Regions from separate parts of the Mus musculus genome. Here region 2 is linked to region 1. A link is a contact called in public promoter capture Hi-C data. All regions are on one chromosome and are shown on one strand. Each heading gives the region's core, a stretch centred on a gene start, on an enhancer-like site or on the middle of the called end of the contact. The rest is flanking DNA. Distances are from core to core; before and after follow the strand shown.

Region 1 (6,297 bases), core at 826-3,325:
ATGGTATCAAGGAGAGGCCAGGGAAGACATGTGTGGTAGAGGAAGCAGCCAGTCCTCCATTGCCCTTGCTACAGACAGTAGTGAACTCCTAAGGAGAACCGGCTTTTTCGGGTTTGTTTTCCTCTGAAGCCTAGCCCTGTTGTATTTGTATTAAAGATTTGTACACATTTGTATAATAATCTGTACCTTGTGGTATTTGGTACTATTAGAGGAAAAATTTTGGATTCAGGCCTTCTTGCTGTTTTTATATCATTGTTTTATTTTGTTTTTTTAAATAAATCCTAGTGGTTTGATCCAAATCCTATTACAGTTGTATAAAGAAACAATATTTTGTACTTATATTAAAGATCTCATTTTTAATATTTATAGTCCAGTCTTAGCTGTCTTTTCCCTAATTGGGCTAATCGTAGTCGGTATAACTCTACTCTACCCTGACATTTCTCTATAAGGGAGTGGGGGCTGAAGAGATGGTTCACTGGTGAAGAATATTTCCTGCCCTTGATAAGGACCCAAGTTAGATCCCAACACTCATCCAATTGAATGTAACTCCAGTTTCAGAGGATCAGTCACCCTCTGTAGCCTCCTTAGGCACCAGCACACAAGTGCATATACCCACACAGAGGTACACACACACACACAAACACAAAATTTAAAAATTTTAAAACCAAATCCTGAAATAAAGGTCAAGTTACCATGTTCCTATCTATCCTGGGCCATGCAGCCCTTGGGTCTCAGGTTGAACACACCTTATATGTAAAGGCTCTCAAATATCATTTGCATGTATTATAAAAGGAGAGAATATGATAGTTGTGGCATAGCAAATGAAACCATTTAAAATATTGCTATTGGCCTAAATCAAAAAGTATCCATCAATCTTTTGTCAGAGTTGCATGAAAATTCTATGCCAAAAAACAGACAGTTCATATCCCAGGAGCTTTCCAGAGTCTTGTCTATTTTAAATAAAAAAAAAATGTGATGTCACCTCCTTGTCTCTGAGTCAACAGCCACATGGCCTGAAGTGAATATGTGCTAATACTGTGAACATTGAAATATGGAAATTTGACCTTTCATGGTTAAGGAAAAAGTTAATGGAAAAACAAAATGTTAAAAGTCATAAGTAGCAAAAAAAAAATAATAATAATAATAAGGCTGCATGCTATGATGCACATACTTCTCCAATTCCAACACCCCAGGGATCTGAGTTTGAGGCCAGACAAGGGATATTGTCAAAAAAAAAGGGGGGGTGGGGGGGACTGCAGCACCGGGTTTCAGTGTGGCAAAGTCCTAGGTATGAGCCCTGCCAAAATGGAGGAGGAAGTGTGATGGCCCACAGTACTTGTTTAATCTCAGATTAAATGTGGTGAGAGAATCGATTCCTCCACGTTTTCTTCTGACCTCTCTGTATGCACCATGGAACACACACATATAGAGTTAAAAAAAAATTTAAAAGTTTAAAACATAATGCCTTACAAAGATACAGCAAGGAGGAAGCAACCATTACGGAATGCCTTATGAGTGATTTTCATGTCACCTCAATACTCTGAAAGCATTACATTATGGATATTTACAGCTGAGGGGAACAGATAAGGAAAAAGCACTTTTCCGGTTTGCCAGGTGAGAGCCAAGGCAGATGAGGTGGCTTATGAGGTGAAAGCATTTGCCACAGGACAGGCAGTTCATTCTCTGTCTCAAGAGAGCAAAAACCCAGGCCCTTGCCTCCTCTGGCTCTTGGAGCGGGGAGACATCAAATGGAAATTTCGAGTCCGACTTGGGCAAGGAGGCTGTCATCCTCAGGGCTTGGTCCCCAGGACTAAAGGCTAAGACACTAATACTAATACCTGTCTGAGTATGCGTAACCTGACCCAGGTCTTTCCCTGGCCAGAGACCCAGTTTCAGGATGTCAAGACTTCCAGGCTCCACAGTGGCGCGCACTGAAGCTTCAGGGGCGTGGCTTAGAAGCCGGCCCTCCCAGGCCCCGCCCTGGTGTGGCGTCAGCCACGGCCCAGGGGCAGCCTAGTAGGGGGCGGGGCCTCGTGGCTGCGCTCCAGAGCCCCCGCCTGCCGGCACCACCCCGCGGGCTGGCCAACGGGTCACGTGGCGGGTCGGCGGCGCCGGCGGTTGCTGTCACCTGATTCTGGGAGCTGGTGGCAGCGGTAGCCGCGGCAATGGACTTTCTCCTGGGAAATCCGTTCAGCTCTCCGGTGGGACAACGGATCGGTGAGTCCCCGGAGCCGCGCGCAGTCCCGCCCCTGTGTGCCGCTCTGGCCTTGGCCCTGGGACCTGTCGGAGTCCGCAGTCTGGCAGACAGGAGGGAGGCTAGGCGGTGAGGCTGGCGCGGCGCTCTGGGCTCCGCCCACCCTATGACCCACCTGATTGACAAGAACACGGGCCAATCGGAAGTCTTATATGGGGATTGATGCTTGATGTAGCCAATAGGCAGTGGAAGGAGGCGGTCCTGGGCGGATGTGGTTCAGCCAATGTGTGCGTGCTGGGGTCCGAGTAGAGGGAGAAAGTTTGGGTTAAAGGGACTGCTGTGATGAGAAGGCGTTGGGCCGCGCCACCACCGGGCGCGCGCAGACTAAGAGCCCCTCCCGGGCTGGCGGCGTCTTGATCATTCGCCGCGTCACCGACTCTTCACATTCCGAGACGCCGGGGTGTCTAGGTTCGGCCGCGCCTCTGTCCCCATGGTCGGGAGTCTCGGGTTTATGTGACGTCGCCCCCGTGATGGTCCTCGCCCATAGTTAAAGGGTCATGGCCCAGCCTTCCTGGACTTGTTTGATCATTAAATGCATTAATAAGATAGCACTGAGGATGTTTCCTGGCACATGGCTAACGCCTGTCATTGTCAACGTGTTACCACCTACTGGGGCTGGAGCCCATGGGAAGGTGCCGGCTCCCAGCACCTACTCTCGGGCAAAGGCCAGGCGGCGACGTTTCCCCAGGAATGGGTGGTCTGGGCGTGACATCCATACCCCCTTACCTGAAGGGTCCCGACGGCATTGTGAAATTGGGAAGGCCGAATCTGAAAGCTAAGGCTTCCCCTGAAACTGTTAACCCAGCTCTGTGTTGTAACCAACACTGCAGCTGTTAGTAGCTCTTTTGAGGTTCTCATCAGTTCTCTGCAAGGGAGCTCTGATGCCTGAAGCCCAGGTGCTTCACCATAAATCGTTGTTTGAGACCTGGAAAGAGAAGGCAGTCTTCTTCGCAGATTTCCTATGTAAAACAGGCAAATTAGTCTGGCCTTCAAAGCCAGCCTCAAAGTCCTGAGACTTTTTGGATAAAGTCTTTTGGGTTCAGTCTTTTAAACTGCCTGTCAGTTCAAAGCTCAGCATCTCTCCTGCCCTGAAAGTTGCCTGCCTTGGGCAAGAAATACTTCTGATTAAGAGTACTGCTACATCAGTACCTCAGAACACTGACTAAATCTCACTGCTGGACCCTTTCTGCCTTGGGGTTCATGTCAGACCTATCCAAGACTCAGATGGGCAGGTGTAGGGTTCCCAGTTCTCTTTGCAACTGGCTGGGAAACCACACGTTTTGAAATTTCCCACCAGAAGCAGTGGTTCACATCTGTAATCCTATACCCAGGAGACTAAGACAGGAGGATTGACACAAAGTCCCAGGCTAGCTGATTCTGAAATTAGTTGCAGGGTAACATAAGCTGCAGAGTAAGACCCAAAACCAAGTGAATTGAGACAAGATGGCAAAGCTGTAAAAGAGCCAGGTATGGTGGCACATGCCTATAATCCCAGCATTCAGGAAGCTGACACAGGATGATTTTGAACTCAAGTCCAGCCTGGGCTACAGAGACCCTAACTTAAAGAACAACAACAGTATCGGTGTTACATACTCTTCCGTGTATAGAGATAGAAGCACTGGAGATTGAGTCTGCATTTGTTTTTGAGACAGGGTCTCGCAGTGTTGACCAGGTTGGTCAGAAACTTCAGGACTCAAGAAGTCGTCTCCCATCAGCTTCCAAGTAGAGAAGACCTGACTGGCTGTGATGATTAATGACAAGCAGGTTTTAGCTGCTTGTATTCTTATAATCCAAGCCCCTCTTTGCTGCAGGAGTAAAGTGGTGTCTTCCCAGGTCTGCTGACTTCCTGCCCTGAGAGTGGAGTCTCATAGAATTGGCATCCTAGAGGATAGCAGTCATTAAGTGGTGTTAATCAGAGCCCAGTGTCACTGGCCTCACAATTCACAAACACCTTGATAATTGCTGGTCTCACAGTCTGGAGTGCTGCCATGCCACATGCTGCCATGAGGAGTTGGGCTCATTCCTGGAAGCACTGGGCACCATCACCTCCTCCCTAAGGCCATTTCCCAACTCCTCATCCAATTTCTGCTCTTTTGTTCTGTCCTCAATCTATTACCAGTAGGCACAAAACAGCTCTAACCTCAAGAGAAATCAGAGATAGTTCATCCTATCCCTGGATCAAATATGAATTGCCGTGACCCAAGAACACAGATTCACATCACACCGAATAAGAGATGATTTCCTGTTTTTGTAGCCACAGAGAACAAAAGCAAGCTATAAATCAGACACTCAGGTTACAGCAAAGCATGAAAATCTATGCTACATGTCTCAGGTGCTAGCTGATGACATTTCTAACTCTTGGGTTGGTGGACACTAGTTTTCTAAGTTACCTGGTAAGTCACAGAAATGTTAGGTCAGACACAGAGATGAGCAATAAGCAGTTACTAAATGATCTAAAGCAAGGTAATTTGTCTCAAGATCTGCAGCATTCCAACTCTCCACAATCACACGGTTGTAATCAACCTTCTAACATCTTTAACACAGGTATAGCTCTCCTGGGAACTTCAGTTTGTAAACTTGAACTCTCTTGCTTGAGGGAAGTTATAAGAAAGCTGGTCCCTCGGTGAGTGACTGTGCAGTGAGAGGGTATGGAAAGCAGCTCCTGCTCTCTAGTATTCCTTTTCCACCTCCATCACACTGATAGCATCACTGTCCCTGCAAGTCTGTCTTCAGCTTGGCTTGAGTTGAGTTCAATCCCTCCCTTTCCTGATGCCTTAGCTCCTAGAAGGAGGTGAACAAAAAAGAAAAAAGGAAGGATGTGGCTGGTCTTGAGGATGGGGGAGGAGAATGTTTATTGTAAATAAAAGAGAGAGCATGACCAGAGGCATCTGGGAGAATCCAGGGTGAGTGTGAGTAGACTGCGCTGGGCCTTGTGCAGAGCAGAGAGGGAGCAGAGCCAGGCCAAGGGACCTGAAAGGTAAAGGTAGATGAAAAAAGGCCAGATAGCCAAAATTACATTGTACATTGTATAGGGAAGGAAGTCTAAGCTAATACATGCGCTGGAAAAGTTTAGGGCAGGGGTTGGGATGTGCTAGACAGGGGGGCCCTGCAACAGGTAGGGACTGAAGGATGCTGGGAGAACCTGACTGCCAAATCCACTTTGATATGTTAAATAGGCACCTGAGGCCTATTTATTTGTGCCAGGTTTGAGACCTAACTGGAGGGAGAGAAGCCTAGCTGCTCAGGGTCACACTTAAGACCCAGTGCTCTCTCTTGCCCTGAACACACCAGTCTACTCAGGTCCTAGTTTGAATTTATATTAGCAGAACCCTGCAAAATTAATCTGTGCTACCACAGATTAGAGATAATGATGAGTTTTCACCCACCTCCAAGTCACTCAGGCCAACTCCAGGAGACCTCCACAGGGGCGCCAGCAGGCTGTGGGCCTGAGGGTTCAGTGGCTTATACCAAGTGGTAGCACAGAGTCCTCTTTCAAGAGGACAGAGCTTACTGTAGAGGAGATTTCCCCCTTCCATTTCTGGCTGTCCAGTGATGCTTAGACGCCAACTGCAGATGCCCCCACAGATATGGGCAGTTCCTGGGTACCAGTCTCAGGGAGTTAGGACACTGGAGCTCAGACTGAGGCCAGACCTGGGCGAGGAAGGCAAGATAAAGAGCATACACCTATAATCCCAGTACTCAAGAGACTGAGACAAATCAATTGCCATGAGTTTGAGGCTAGCTTGGGCTACAGAGACAACTTGTGTTTTCAAAGTGCACACACACACTCACATACACACACATGTGCACATACAGGTAGATCTGTCCTTGGATTCCCAAAACCTCCTCAGCCCCATAGACATGAATCAGAAATTAATGACCAGCATCAGGGTCCTGGGGCTCCTTTGGAGCAGAGGCAGGAAACCCACAGACTAGACTGTGTTGTAGCTGTTGGGCTGGCTCAGGAGAGGTGCTCTCAGTCCCTGTCTGCTTCTGACTCTTGCAGCCCTATCTATAATGGAACACAGAGGCACCCCCACTCC
Region 2 (6,777 bases), core at 1,590-4,089, 4.3 Mb after region 1:
GCAGAAGCTACCATATGCAGGGCCCTGGGCTAGACCTTGGAATGTACTGGCATATGGGTCAGAAATGACTCCTGGTGGCATCAAGTTTACAATCCAGGCAAGCAGTGATGACATAAATACCTTATATTCCTCCATGAATTCTTGACACCCCCTCCTCCTCAACCTTTGCTTTCCTGCTGTCTCCATTCTGTGTGTACAGACTCCAGAGGCAGCTACGCTCTTTCCCAGAGTGGCTGTCACCATAGTCTTTCCATGTGGGACATGCTCTTTCTCATTATCTCACAAAACCCTCTTCATCCTCCAGGAACCATAGTGTGATTACTCCCCCAGCCTGACAACCCTCATCACAATGTACAGTGGTAACTTTTAAGATGGCAGTCTACTATAAACCATGGGTGCTCTGTATCTATAGCTCGTTCGCAGAATCAAAGAATATATGTAATAATTTTACGTTAGTCCATAACTCCATTACACTGACTGCTAATTGATATTTTGAAAGCAGAACACTTGTAAATGTGTGTTTTTCCTTTAAAAGTCTGATCCATACCCACTTTTCTGCATTGGGAGTTTGCTCAGCAGCAGGGCCTGACTTGGGATATTTGTCTTGGAACTGAGCAAGTGAATATTCTTAATGTCAGTAATTACCATGACAAGAAAAGGCATTTTAAACCCAATCAGTGTCTATGATATAGTACAATACACACAGGCCACACAATCACCCGGTGTGTAACTGATTTTGATTTGGAAACTATGTTGTCAGATACCACTAGCCTGCTTATCATCTCCACCCCTGCTCAAAGCTTCACCTCTCCCTTTCAAGTTTTAAAATGGTTTTACAGAGTGGTTAAGGTGGTCGCTGATAAGTGAGGGTAACACAGAACACACTCACTGCCTCGGGAGGGCTTCTCTGAGGTTCCTGTCTACTTTATCTTTCACTATTTCCAGAAAGAGTCACATGTCCAAATTTCTACTCTGAGGTCAATTTGTGCTGGGACCCTCTCACCATTAAATGTTGTTATTCATTGCTCTGGAAATCTGCAGCATTAGTGAGACTAGCACTGGTAACTGAGCCCTCTTATGGTCTCAGGCTCTTCTTGTGCAAATATAAGCAGGCCAGGGGAATAGCAAGTGTGAATAATGGCTGTGCACTCGGGCAGGACCTGGTGCCAAGTTCGTGCTGATCAAGAATGAGAAACACTGCCCTTCTCCACTCTTTCTCCAGTGCCCTTGGACTGCTCAGTAAGATCCATCTTGGAACATGAATCTAGCTTCTTCTGTTCAAATTCCTCCGCGTCCTAGCACAGTGATCTCCCAAACCAGACCAGGAGTACCTGTGAGAGGGAACGCTCAGGCCCCACTCCAGGCATTCTGACTAGGGGAGTGGGCCCCCACTGCAAGCATTCTTAAGCCTTCTGTGTGACACTGATGCCCTAGAACCAAGTCCAATAGTCTGTTTCTGCTGCACAATTTTCTCATACTCTCCTTTCAGACCTCCTTCCTCTAAGGAGACTTGGTCTTCCAAACCTAGTACTTACTTTCCCAATTTCCCACATTCCAGATTTAACTGGTCTCATCTTTCCTCTTCTACAACATTTCTCCTCTGCTTAAATCCACTCTTCTCTTAAATCCTCTCCTGATGATCCTGGCTTTGGGGAAATCTTTCTTCTCTAAATCAAATTATTCTGAATACTAACTTAGGTGATACCCGGCTCACAGAGGGTGCTTGTTAACTCAACCCAACACCAATCACATTAAAACCAACGGGAGGATCACATAAAAATATAGATACTTGTTCCTTATTCCAGAAAACTCAGATCTCTGTAGAAGACCCGTGGCAATGAATGATTTTAAAGCACTGATTTTAAAGCAATGTTCAACACCTTTCTTACATACAGCAAGACTAAATGTCTACTTTTCCCACATGACATCAATCAGCTGGGGCAAATTCCAACCATTCACTTGCTCCATCCATTCCAAATATATTCTTATGACACCCTCACATTTTGTAATCACCATTTACGTTCCTCATGATTATATAACTTTCCATGTTTATAGTCTCTAATAGGAAACAAAGCCTTAAAAGAACCATCCTAATAAAAATACTATTTCCTTGAATATATTTACTTCGTCAAAGAACTTTCGAGACATTGTAGATAACCCTCCAAACGTTTTGTTTCTCCTGGAAATTGGTTTTCTACTAGCTTAGCCACTTTTTATAGTTTCTTTGTTCTCCAAAATATATGCAAGGGAACTGTTAAGAAAGGCGACAGTAAGAAACCCTTTTCTTAGGCTCTCCTTCATTTTTCAAATGAGAAACATATCTGAAGTTGGCATGTCTTCTGTGGAACGCTACCGGCGCGGTCGCGACGGTGTTTGGCAACCCAGACACCGCTTTGTGACTCCCAGTGAACCCTGCTTTATAACCTGCAAATCTGTATTCCTTCCCCTCTGAGGGGTCTGCTGCTCCCTTCCGCAGGCGGAGCTCCTTAGCACTGAACAGCCTCCGGGCCTGGCTCCTTCCGCGCTGCCCGAGACGAGCTCACAAACCGGCCCACGAGAACCTGACAGCAGCGACTGCGACGCCTTTCTTATGTAAGGAAAAAGCGCTCAGTCCCTTCCAGTCCTTCCTGCAGGCCCCACCACATCCACCCCGCCCCCGACTCAGCCACATCCTCCTCGGCTGCCCCCCGCGAGCCTCCAGGGGGCGCCCCCGACAGCGGGGCTGACCCCGGGCGGAGGACGCACCGCGGCCCCGACTCCTGGCCTCCGCGCGCACCGGGCCCCACACTCACCCTCGCGAGGCCGCGCAGCAGAGCACCGCCCCTTCCGCCCACTGCTCCCGCCCTGCTCGCTCCTTCCGCCGCCGGCGGCACGCAGGCGTAACGCGACGCCCCGCGCAGGCGCAGTCGCTTAGCGAAGGCTGTCCCGCGGCGGGCGCAGGCGCGGGTGGCGGGGTGTGCTTGGGCGGGAAGTGGGTGGTGAGGGCCGCTCTGGGCTCAGCGTTCCCCACCTGGAATGCGTCCTGGCTTCGGCTGGCCCGGCCCAACCCTCAGCGGCCGCGGTGCCCAGGCCCACTCCTTCCGCGCCTGGAAACGTGAGACGGGTCACTGAGGACGACGTAGGCAAACTTTGCAGAGCACGTTGCCACCTGTTGGAGTAGCCGCTCCAGCCCCAGTCGAAATGCACGGCCGAACAATGGCAGTTCTGAGTGGCTCAGGGGCCCACACTTTCTTTAAAACCGATGCACTCGTAGTAATATTTCTTATGCCCCACATCCAGAGGCCTGTGCTCACCACCTCAGCAGTGCCCGGGGAGGTTCGCCAGGCGTGGGCAGGCTCTCCCTTGAAAGCACCTGACCTGGTTCTACCTTGCACTGGGGCTGAATGGTAATTAATTTTTTTATTTGTGTTTTTGAGATAAGGTCTCTCTGGCCGACCTGGAACTCCCTAAAACCATGCTGGTTTACATACTACCTGGCTCTGCCTCACAAATGCTGGGGTTAAAGGTGGGCCCCACCGCGCCACACTGTAGCTAATTTAAAAAAAAAAAAATTACTGAAGTCATGAGACCTACAAATTTCAGGCAGTCCAGAAGGAAAGTGTGTGGAGACAGAGAAAGGTACGATAGTACGTTAAAAACAGGCAGCTTAAACAGCAGCGGTAAGTGCTCCTTTAACTCGTCCACCGTAAGTTTTAAATGTTTAAAAGCAAAGTTGTTGGGACTGGAGCTATGGCTCAGAGATTAACATTAACGTAAGAACATATTGGCTGCTCTTCAAAGGAGCCAGATTGGGTTCCCAGTGCCCACAGGGAGGTTCACAGCCATCCAGTTCCAAAGAAATCACTGCCCTCCTCTGGCCTCTGAGAACACCAGGCACACATGTAGAGCACATTCCTACTTGTAGATACATAAAAATATTTTTGAAAATTAAAAACCAGTGAAACTTTGTACCTAGCAATTATTAAAACATTTACAAAGAAGAAATACAAAATTCATGATACAGTAGTTTTCTTACAATCTGACCTTAACAAATGCTGCACCATGTCTAAGAGCACTGGGAAGGGTTTGGAAATGACCTCGTTATTACAAATATCATATTTAAGTCCATATATTAAGGCTTGGGAATTCACCAACCAACTTACGTAATGCATATAATCTTTTGGTTACTGCTCAGCGCTGTTTGCCATGGTATGTATAAGACTTGTGAGTCTTTGTAATCTGTCAGTTGTGACTTTTTAAATTTTCATTTCAACAAATTTGAGTAGCTGCCAGATACTGTTCAGGCTCCTGGAACGCCTGAGGCTGGCATGCTCAGTCCCTTTACAGCATGGCATCATATTTGCATATAACCTATTTCCATCTTTAATGTGTTTAAAGAACAGGGAGCCAGAGCAGGTGCTATAAGCCTCAGAGAATTGGAAATCACATCAGCTAGGCAACAGAGGGTCAGAATATGGATACTAATCAGATATGCCTTTGTTTCCTTCAAGGGAATTACATGGGAATCTCTTATTGTAATGCATGAACAGAGTAAGTACAGTCATCTATTTGTTTTCTATTACTGCCATAAAAGTTGGTACAAACTTAGCAATTTAAAAGAACAGAAATGTACTGTTTTCTGTAGGTCAGGGTGCAACTAACCCCCTGTGCTGAAGTCAGCTTGTCAGAGGACTTCATTCCTTTCTAGAATCTCAGAGAGAAGAGTGTTAGTTTGTTCTTTCTAGCTTCTAGAAGCCCCTGAGGTGCCTTGGTCTGTAGCCCCTTTCCTCTCCTTTCAAAGGCAGTAGCATCAGTAAAGAGGTCTTTAGTTTTTAGGATTGGTGTAACAAAATTGGGCCCACTTAGGATAATCTCACCATAGCAAGGTCCTTAATCATAGCTCCCACGTTCCTTTGCGTTTTGTAAGAAAATATATTCACAGGCTCTGGTGATGAAAGTGTGGAAATCTGTATTGGGGGAAGCTTTCCCTACCACACCTCTGGCCCCCAAAGAGTCATAATGTTCTTATGCAAAATTCATTCAGTCCTTGTTCCCAGAGGAACTGCATAGTTTCAAAGCATTACAACATCTAAGTCTAAAAAGATTAAATCATGTAAAATTTCTAAATTCAATAAGGGTGAGACTCTGGGTTTCTATCCAGGGCAAAATTATTTCCCATCTGGACCTAAGTGACTAGAAAATAAATTCTCTGCTCCCAAAGTACAAAAATAGTCATTGGAATAAGAGACAGAATTATAAGATGGTTAAAACTATCTCCTATAAAAAAGAGAAGCCAGAGTGGGGAAGCAACAGTCCCAAACAGCCTCAAATCCACCCCAGCAGTCTCCACTCAAAGTCAGGGCTACACCTCTCCTCCGTTCAAATAAGAATGTGATGGCCTTAAGGGTCATTACTCTGCCTCCAACAACCATTGCTATATTCTTTGAATTGACTGTTTTCCTACGTATCTGTATATTTGTCTTACCCACTTCATCTCTCCATTAGCCCACATCAAATGGCTAGTTACCATTAGTTACCTTTAAGTAGACACTTGATCAGTACTTTTGAAGTGCAGCATTTTAAGAAACTGCATTGTAAACCACTTCATGGGAAGTGCAAATATGCCATCTAGTTTCTGTGGAAGGGAAAGAATGCATCTCCGTTTTGTATTCAGGTCACATCTTCTCTGCAGCTAATTTACCCTAAAATCGTTCATTTCTTTCAGGCCCAAAGGCGTTTTTTTCTGGTCATTTCTATGGAATAGGCAACAATGTACATCCAAGGTTATCCTTGTGAAACCTTTTAAGGATGCTGGAAGCCCAGCTCTGCCTCCCAGCAGGTGGCAGCAGATGAGTGCTTAGCACAGGGCACTGACTTCACCCTGGTCCCCAGCCTGGTTAATGTGGTGCTGACCTTCCTTAGGGAGAAGAGCAGAGAGAATCTGGAAGCCGCCCACCTGGCAGTGTATCAGCATGTTGCCTGGTGGGGGAAGCATACTTAAATTACATAGCTAAATTTTATTGTTCATATTCTTTCTCATTTTATCTTTTCCTTTCAACTAACTGTGTTAAGGCATTTTATGTGGAACTTTTGCTGTATTTATGAGTCATGTTGGTCTGTGACTTATTTTCTAATGTCTGTCAGCAGTTTTTCTAAGACTAATGTCATTGTGCTTGCTGTCTAAGCTTATAAGATTGACATGTGTGTTAACGTACATTCCCCTGGTGTTGCCGTAGTTGAACACACTGTCCATAACCATCAATACATTAATATCCATCAGCATTAGCTAGGAATACATGCAGTGTAGCTCAAGTATTCTTATAGACAAACATGTATTTTAAGCCTTTATTGAAAAAGTCGAAGGAAAAGGTTAAAGCATCTAAGACAGGGCCAGCAAACTGTGGGGCATGGGACAAGTTAGTGTCTAGCCTAACTTTTGTGCATTGGAAAATCCTGGGGAAGTTCCTAGAGGAATAAGGATAAAGAGAGAAACTCACCATATCTGGGGGAACTGATCACTTCTCTACAGGCATAAGACAGGAAGCTTTGGTGGACCCAGGGCCAGGGCATGATGGCAGTGCCTGGGCCATATTTGGTTGTCACAGTCAGAGGTATTGTTACTAATGGAGCTGTTAAAGCCAGGGAGGCGGGTAAGCATCCTGCCATGCACACAGACATGTCCCTCAGCTTCGCTGACCTCCAAGATTACTCATCCTAAGGTTGACAATTGCTAGTTAAAACTGTCAAAGAAGAATAGTACAAATTAATTTAGACCAATAAAGTCAGATCACAATAAAT

Evidence for each region. Promoter capture Hi-C pulls out the DNA fragments that hold promoters and counts their contacts.
Region 2: a contact with region 1 is called in a promoter capture Hi-C map of pre-B cells, with 3 times the contacts expected there. The contact joins the promoter of Mmaa here to the promoter of Tom1 in region 1. A contact is called at or near these places in 2 of 39 promoter capture datasets (liver and pre-B cells).

The regions. Positions count from the first base shown.
Region 1 is chr8:75,031,611-75,037,907 of GRCm38.p6, forward strand. It overlaps Tom1 (target of myb1 trafficking protein), which reads left to right and starts at 2,076. Exons shown (of 15, transcript NM_011622.3): 1 at 2,076-2,217. The coding sequence starts at 2,166. It overlaps Hmgxb4 (HMG box domain containing 4), which reads left to right. Exons shown (of 11, transcript NM_178017.2): 11 at 1-368.
Region 2 is chr8:79,292,122-79,298,898 of GRCm38.p6, forward strand. It overlaps Mmaa (methylmalonic aciduria (cobalamin deficiency) type A), which reads right to left and starts at 2,840. Exons shown (of 7, transcript NM_133823.5): 1 at 2,793-2,840. Gm4890 (predicted gene 4890) reads left to right here and starts at 2,957. Exons shown (of 2, transcript NR_045823.1): 1 at 2,957-3,386.